2 separate regions of the Mus musculus genome follow, and region 2 is linked to region 1. The links are chromatin contacts, called in public promoter capture Hi-C maps. All regions are on one chromosome and are shown on one strand. The core of a region is the stretch at or near the end of the contact, and the rest is flanking DNA. Distances in the headings are between cores, read along the strand shown.

Region 1 (3,580 bases), core at 527-3,026:
TAAGGGAGAAAATGAATGGAGTGAAAGTCAGAGTACTCATGGATAGAGAGCCTTAGACTTACTGAGAAAGGAACACACCTTAGTATATTCCAGAGCAGAATAGCAGAATAGACTCTTTAATGTGTGTGTGTGTGTGTGTGTGTGTGTGTGTGTGCGTGCTCCACATGCAAGTGCATGTGTCCATGAAGGCTACAAGTGAGTGTCAGATTCCCTGCTGCCAGTGTTATAGGGAATTGGAAGTCACCCAATATGGGTGCTGGGAACTGAAGTCAGGTCCTCTTCAAGTATGTTTGCTTAACCACTGAAATATTCCTCTGGCCCCAAGAGGGCAACCTTTGGTAATGAGTTCTCTCCTTCTGCCATGGGCTCTGGGGATTGAATTCAGGTTTTCAGGCTTGCACACAAGGTGTTGCCTATGGGGCCCATCTTGCTGGGTCCCAGACTCTGGTCTCCTGATATTATGAAGCATCAATTTTCCCTTAATCTGATCTTCATTCCCACCCTTAACCAAAATCCCATTTCTGTTTCTGGCCTCACCATTCTTCTAGCCATCCAAGACAACAACAAAGCCGATCTGTGACCCCTTTACAATTTCCTAGCCCTAAAATCAGATTCCATGACTATTTTCCTGTGAAATCTTTACTACATGTTCGTTTCATTTGCCATCAGCTTAGGCCAGATCTTGCTTCATCATAGCACACTGGCAGGGTAGCCACTACCTTCTGGAGTTTTTGTTTCAATCTTTCCAAATCACAGTATCACACAGTTCTTTCTCAAATATTATTTTATTTTGTCACACGTTCCCTCAAGGGGCTCATTGTTCCCAATATCTTGCTTTATATGGCATTAAGTTTAGACCTTCCTTCATGACACTTGTCCCAAGTGACACTCTAGCTTTGCCTTACTTTTCAAATTGCATAGCCACCCTGCTGCATCCATGCCCCTCCCAGTGAATTCAAACTGCTGATACATACCATTAGCTTGACTATCTTAATACATCTCATTTTGCCTATGATGAGAATATAGAGAACAGAAATGTGTGTGCTTTGCTGCGACTGCTAACGGGGGCTCAGTGTGATGTGGAAAGCAGGATTTGGGCTTTAAAATTTCATCCATTCTGACTAACATTTATGAAACATCTTTGTAGATTAAGAAGAAAAAGAAATACTGTACCTACCGTAAAACATTCTCAACCGATAAGGAGATGAGGATCACATTGTCATAATATAGTGCAGAGTAAAGAAAGAGTCTCATAAGGGCTTCATTCTTTTCCAGCAGATATGAGACCCTGTGAGGCAGGCATGGGAAACTATTACCTTCATTTTCCAGATGATAAAACTTGCTTACCTTTCTGAGAGTACAAGTGGCTTGTTTATTGTTACAAAGCTAATAATTAGCAGATTGGGGTCTGCTACTTGGGTGATCTTTTTAATGTGTGGCTCTGACTACAACCAACAGGGCCATGGCTCACAAGGACAAGCAATGAAGCATGCTTGGGAACAGTGTTTAATGGGATGCTGAGCTCTCCCTGGCAAGTGCCATTTGACTCAGGAACTAAAGAATCTGGGAGATTTCAATCAAAAAAGAGAGGAGAGGAGAAAAGGATATTCAAGAAATAAAGAGACATTATGAACAAAGTTACAGAGCCAAACACAAGGAGCAGACGCAGGGCAAGATTGCTTGTTGAGTGAGCTCCTCCCTCTCTCCCCTGAGAAACTAAGATAAAAGAGGAGGTGAGGCCTGAGTGTTCCCTCACTGATAAGCAGGCTCCACCCAGAGGCCAACAGTACACATTTGGGGACAGAGAGAGTGGAAGAGTTGCCCCTTCTCCAGGGCCACTGGGACTAGGGGCAAAAGGGAGGTCATTTTCTGAATGCTTTAGATACAGCAGCTGAAACAAAACCAGAGAGGATTCTGGGAGCCAGAGAGGAGCAGAGACAGATGGCAAGTGTTCTTGAGAAACATCCCCTTCTGGAGACAGAGCCTAGTTGGGGGTTAGGGTGGCTATGTGCAAATATTGTGTCTCCCCAACAAGTGCTAGAGAGGAGGGAGTCTGAAGCCTCCAGAATAGAAGGGACAAGCAAGGCAGTTAATGGGGGAAGGTGGGGAAACTGGAACACCCAAGAAGTGCTTCATTCGGGAAATGGCCTTAAGATGAAAATGTGGGGAGGAGGGCCAGAGTGGCATGACAATTCTATCTTTAATATATCCTTCCTTTTGGAACCAGATTCTTTGCCCTCCTCCTTCCTCTAGTCACTTCAGGAGGAGAAGGACAAAAAGGGGGAAAGCTGAGGGGACAGAGCCAGAGCAGCACAATGGGACCTCCCTGGAGCCAGGAGGTAAGTGGCCTCTGCCATCACACTGATATCTTCTTTTTCTAAAGTCCTGAAAATCCTGTTTGATCCTTTCATCAAATGAATGCAATCTGTACTAAAGATCTAAGAAAGGCTGGCTTTTAAGGAGAATAAACAGAATTGCCTCTATACAAAGGAACAATAACACTAACCCTTTTACCCCCTTCTCCTTATAATCTTGTCCTCTCTATCCTCCCAAACTTCTTTGTGATGTTTTTCTTTTCCCCCTCTTGGTTCCCTGACTAGAGTTCTCCAGAAGAGAGGCTTCCCACTGAATGGAGCAGACAGTTGACAAGAGCCAGATGGGTGCTGCTAGCTGTCCTGCTCTGTGGCCTGCTCCTTGGTTCTTCTATGCTTTGGTTTTACATCTTCCGGAACTGTGGTCCTTGTAAGATCATGGAACACCCCTGACCCAGGCAGCCCTCTGTCATATGCCTTGGTCCCTACCTCTAATACTCCTGCCCCATGCCAAACTTGCCCCTATCTTCATGGTCCCTGGGGATCTAGACTGCTTTCTCTCTGAATCCAACACACAGCAGGCAACAAGTCCTAAGGTCTGTCCCTCCTATGCACCTCACTAAAAGTCCTTTGCCAGCCCCTGGGGGGAGCCCTTGTTCACTTTGTTCTTCTTACCTAGCTCTGAGCTTTTCTTTCACAGGTCCATGTGAGACACCTGTGTGTATGGAGCTCCTGGACCATTACCTGGCCTCTGGAAACAGAAGCGTGGCCCCCTGCACTGACTTTTTCAGCTTTGCCTGTGAAAAAGCCAATGGGACCAGTGACTCTTTCCAAGCACTTACAGAAGAGAACAAGAGCCGACTGTGGAGACTGTTGGGTGAGGACACATTGGCAGAGTCTGAGCAAGTACAAAACTGAGTCTCATATGATCTTGATAGTTCTAAACTGTGCACAAGTCTAGAAAACTTCCTTCTTGCCTTCCACTCCTACCCATTCTCCTTTATTCACATCCTACTTACTATTTGAATCTTTTTCTTTTTTTCCACCCGTTTTCTTTCTTGCTTCCCTTTCTGTGTTTTCTTTGTTGTCTTCATTATCTTTTTGTCTCCACTCCTTCTCTTTGCTCATCTATCCTGCTGTCAAGCTGAACCCATAAAAACTGGGAGCTCCCCTTATTTATTTGAGCTTGATCCTCTTCTATTTCCCTAAGGGAAAGTCTTCTCAACGTCCCCATGAGGTAGCCATCTCCTGTTTGTCCCTGTAACAGT
Region 2 (3,580 bases), core at 301-2,800, 1.1 Mb before region 1:
TAATAATAAGAATGTACATAAAACAACAATAAAATGTTCATTGTGTATTAATTACACATTCTCATTCTTATCCACTTCCTTAAGATTCATCAAAGGTTAGAAATATCATAAGGAAATAATGCATCTAATATATGTAGCATAGTGGACATCTAAGTTTGCCCTTACAGTACACAGGAGGTGATCTTGTAAAAGTTTACTGGGTATTAATCACGCACCTGTACTTCAGCCCTCTCAGAGTATCACCCCACTTACTGCTAGCTCAGAAAGCTGTCGAAACTCAAAACTGAAAGCACAAATGGAATTTAAATGAGTATAGCTTTTGAATATCATGAAGTAAAAGAATTAGGGTTGATGATGCACCAGAACCACAAGAGTGGGTTTGAGTAATAATGACAGCGGTGCTGAATTTCCGCTGAACACGTTCCTGTGACATAAAAATACACCCACGTCACACACCCACCATTCAGACTCCTGCATAACACAGTAAACACACGTTCTTCCGGCACCTTCCCTGTTGCCATGGAAATACCTGTTCTAACTGAGTTAGGAGGAGAACAAAGAAGAAAAGCCGTCTTCTCATCAATATTCAGGAGTCATCAACTTGTCAGTTTTGATGTGAACACAGAGAATTTTCCTAATAGTTTCTGCCAAGCCCCTTTCACCTCCTTATTCCTTAGACTATAAATCATAGGATTCAGCATGGGCATCAATACAGCATAAAAAAGGGAAATCAACTTCTCTTGAAGGACTGAGGGGCTGGAGTGGGGCTGGATGTAGGTAAAAATGGTGGTACCATAGCATAATGTTACCACAGTGAGGTGGGAGGCACAGGTGTGGAAGGCCTTCCTCCTTCCCTCTGTAGACTGGATTTTCAGAATGGTGGAGATGATTTGAATGTAGGACAAAAGAACCAGAAAGAAAGGTGTCATAAGCAAGACAATGCTAGAAACCATGATCACAATCTCATTGGATGAAATGTCCACACAGGCCAATCGGACCACAGCTAGAATTTCACAGGAAATGTGATCAATATACTTATTTGTGCACATGGGCAGCTGGAAGGTGATGGCAGTGTGCACAAGAGAATTGATGGAGCCACTGACCCACGATGTGATGACCAGCCTTGTGCAGAGCCCTGTATGCATGATGACTGAATACCTCAGAGGATCACACACTGCCACATAGCGGTCATAGGCCATCACTGCCAGCAGAAGGAACTCGATCCCACCCAAGCCCAGGGAAAAAAATAACTGGGCTGCACAGCTCAGAAATGGAATTGCTTTGTGTGTGGCAAGGAAATGAGCCAGCAGCTGGGGGACTATGCTTGTGGCATAAGATGCATCCACCAGGGACAGGTTGGTGAGAAAGAAATACATGGGAGTGTGGAGTCTGCTGTCCAGTCTGATCAGAACAATGATGAGGAAGTTCCCCAATACTGTCACCAGGTACATCAGCAAGAACAGGACGAAGAGGGAGACTTGAGTGCCCCAGTCATTGGAAAGGCCAAGAAGGATGAATTCATGCACCCATGTCTGGTTGTCTTGTTCCATTAAAAAATGTACTGATTATTGATCTGCACAGAAAGTAGGGGGGAAGCATAAGCAATCAAGCAACTATAGAGTTTCAAGTAAAATTACACAGCATATGTGACCTATCTGCAACTTTATCCATTTGCTGCTTATTCATGAGACTACAGTAGCATGCTTTTATCAACTGCTTCAGAGAAACACTCCAGTATCTTATGGACAGTGTCTTATGGCATATAGTTATATCCCTTGAAAGATAGTGTCTTAGAGGAATAGTTGTAGCCTGGATGTGAGACAATACAGTTTTAAGCACTATATTTTTTTAACCCATTTCCTTTTGGGGGTGCAAAAAGAACATAGTGATTGGCTTTGGTATGTAAAATGATATATAATGTAGAGACTTAAAATTTTTAAACTGCCTAAAATATGTTACCTATCTTAATTTTAATGAAATTAAAAACTCAATTACAAAACAAATTAAATTATTGTGAAGATTTAGGGGTTTGTGACAAGATCTAGAATAAAAAGGCATAGTTTTAAATCTAAATTTTCTTTGACAGGCATCTCATTTACAAATCATGGTAAGCTCACACACACAAACAGGCTCACATTCTATAATTTTCAAGTGCATTAGGCATGGGAAACACTTGGGGAACATTGCTGTAATATTAGTACGGTACTGTGTGCACTTATAACTACCTAATTCTCATCTTGCGGTACCTAAAAAATTAAATGTGATTTCCGTCCTATATTTTCCACAAAATAGACAAATACTTTCACAGCCTTTAAAAGAAACCTTTGGTCTTCTTGATAGGCTGTAGTGTCTTTTGTTGGTGGTGAACAAGGGTGCCCTAATGGTACCCTTATTCCATTGCTCTTGGTGGTTTTCTCTTTTACCTTAGTGTGGTTAAGGACCTCTTCTTTGGGTGTCAGTTGAAAAGAAAGCAACAGGGATATGGAAGCTTAGCCATCTAGAGCAAAGTGACAGAAGGAAAGCAGATGTTTAAGGATCTATCATCAGTATTCAATAGAGTAAGGTAGGAAATCTTACAGATGTCCACTGGAGTGTAATTTCCCTTCAGATATCTTGTGTTATATAGGGGATTTATTCAGTAAAAGGAATAAGACATAATACCAATTGTAAACATTGAACAGAAACAGATGTCTCAAAAAGTCTTCTAAGACAGACATGTTATTTCTTCTCCATATCTTCTTGGTCACCAAAGCCACAGCTTCAAGAGTGTATGAAATGAGTAAAAAGCAATGGAAGATCAGATGGAAGAAATCAAGTGAAGCAGAGGATCTTGACAATTTCTAAAGCATAAAGGACGAGAGTTACCACACTTCCCTGATAAAGAACAAACTAAGCAAATGGCTCCAGAAATGCCCAGTTAACATCTTAGTCTGAGAGTTGCATGTTCTCCCATTGTACAATTCTGCAACATCTATGAGATTTGTCTACCATAGTTTGTTGTCTTCAATTAGCTTTAATATGAAAAACTGTCATGCTGCCTTTAATCCCAGCACTTGGGAGGCAGAGGCAGGCGGATTTCTGAGTTCGAGGCCAGCCTGGTCTACAAAGTGAGTTCCAGGACAGCCAGGGCTATACAGAGAAACCCTGTCTCGAAAAAAACAAAAACAAAAAACAAAACAAACAAACAAACAGAACAAACCTGTCACATAGTGTGCAAGCCAACACATTTCTATTACTTCTATTTTACTAATTATAGCAATTATCAATACTATGTTTTAAAATGAAGCACATTAATAATTAAGGCTACTTTTTAGATGTACACATTTTTGCTATGTTAAATGACTAGTATTAAGATTTTTTTTGTTATGAAATGTCTAAATGCTAAACAGAATATTTATACTGCAGAGGACCCAATAGAAGATGGTATAGAACAAACATATGTGTTGCATTGTATTCATGGAATGCAACACATTGGGTCCAAGGAGAAAATAGAGCTTTAGTTAGCAGACAATAAAATTGTACAAAGAGTAGAAGATGAGGCATTCGCAGCAAAGATCAGTTTTCTCAGCTAAAATGATGC

Evidence for each region. Promoter capture Hi-C pulls out the DNA fragments that hold promoters and counts their contacts.
Region 2: a contact with region 1 is called in a promoter capture Hi-C map of stem cell-derived epiblast-like cells, with 3 times the contacts expected there. The contact joins the promoter of Olfr452 here to the promoter of Kel in region 1. A contact is called at or near these places in 5 of 39 promoter capture datasets (cranial neural crest, embryonic stem cells, hippocampal neurons and 2 more).

The regions. Positions count from the first base shown.
Region 1 is chr6:41,702,521-41,706,100 of GRCm38.p6, reverse strand. Kel (Kell blood group) reads left to right here and starts at 1,776. Exons shown (of 19, transcript NM_032540.3): 1 at 1,776-1,944; 2 at 2,228-2,339; 3 at 2,601-2,742; 4 at 3,013-3,189. The coding sequence starts at 2,316.
Region 2 is chr6:42,788,011-42,791,590 of GRCm38.p6, reverse strand. Olfr452 (olfactory receptor 452) reads right to left here and starts at 1,550. Exons shown (of 1, transcript NM_001011869.1): 1 at 597-1,550. The coding sequence starts at 1,550. The coding sequence ends at 597.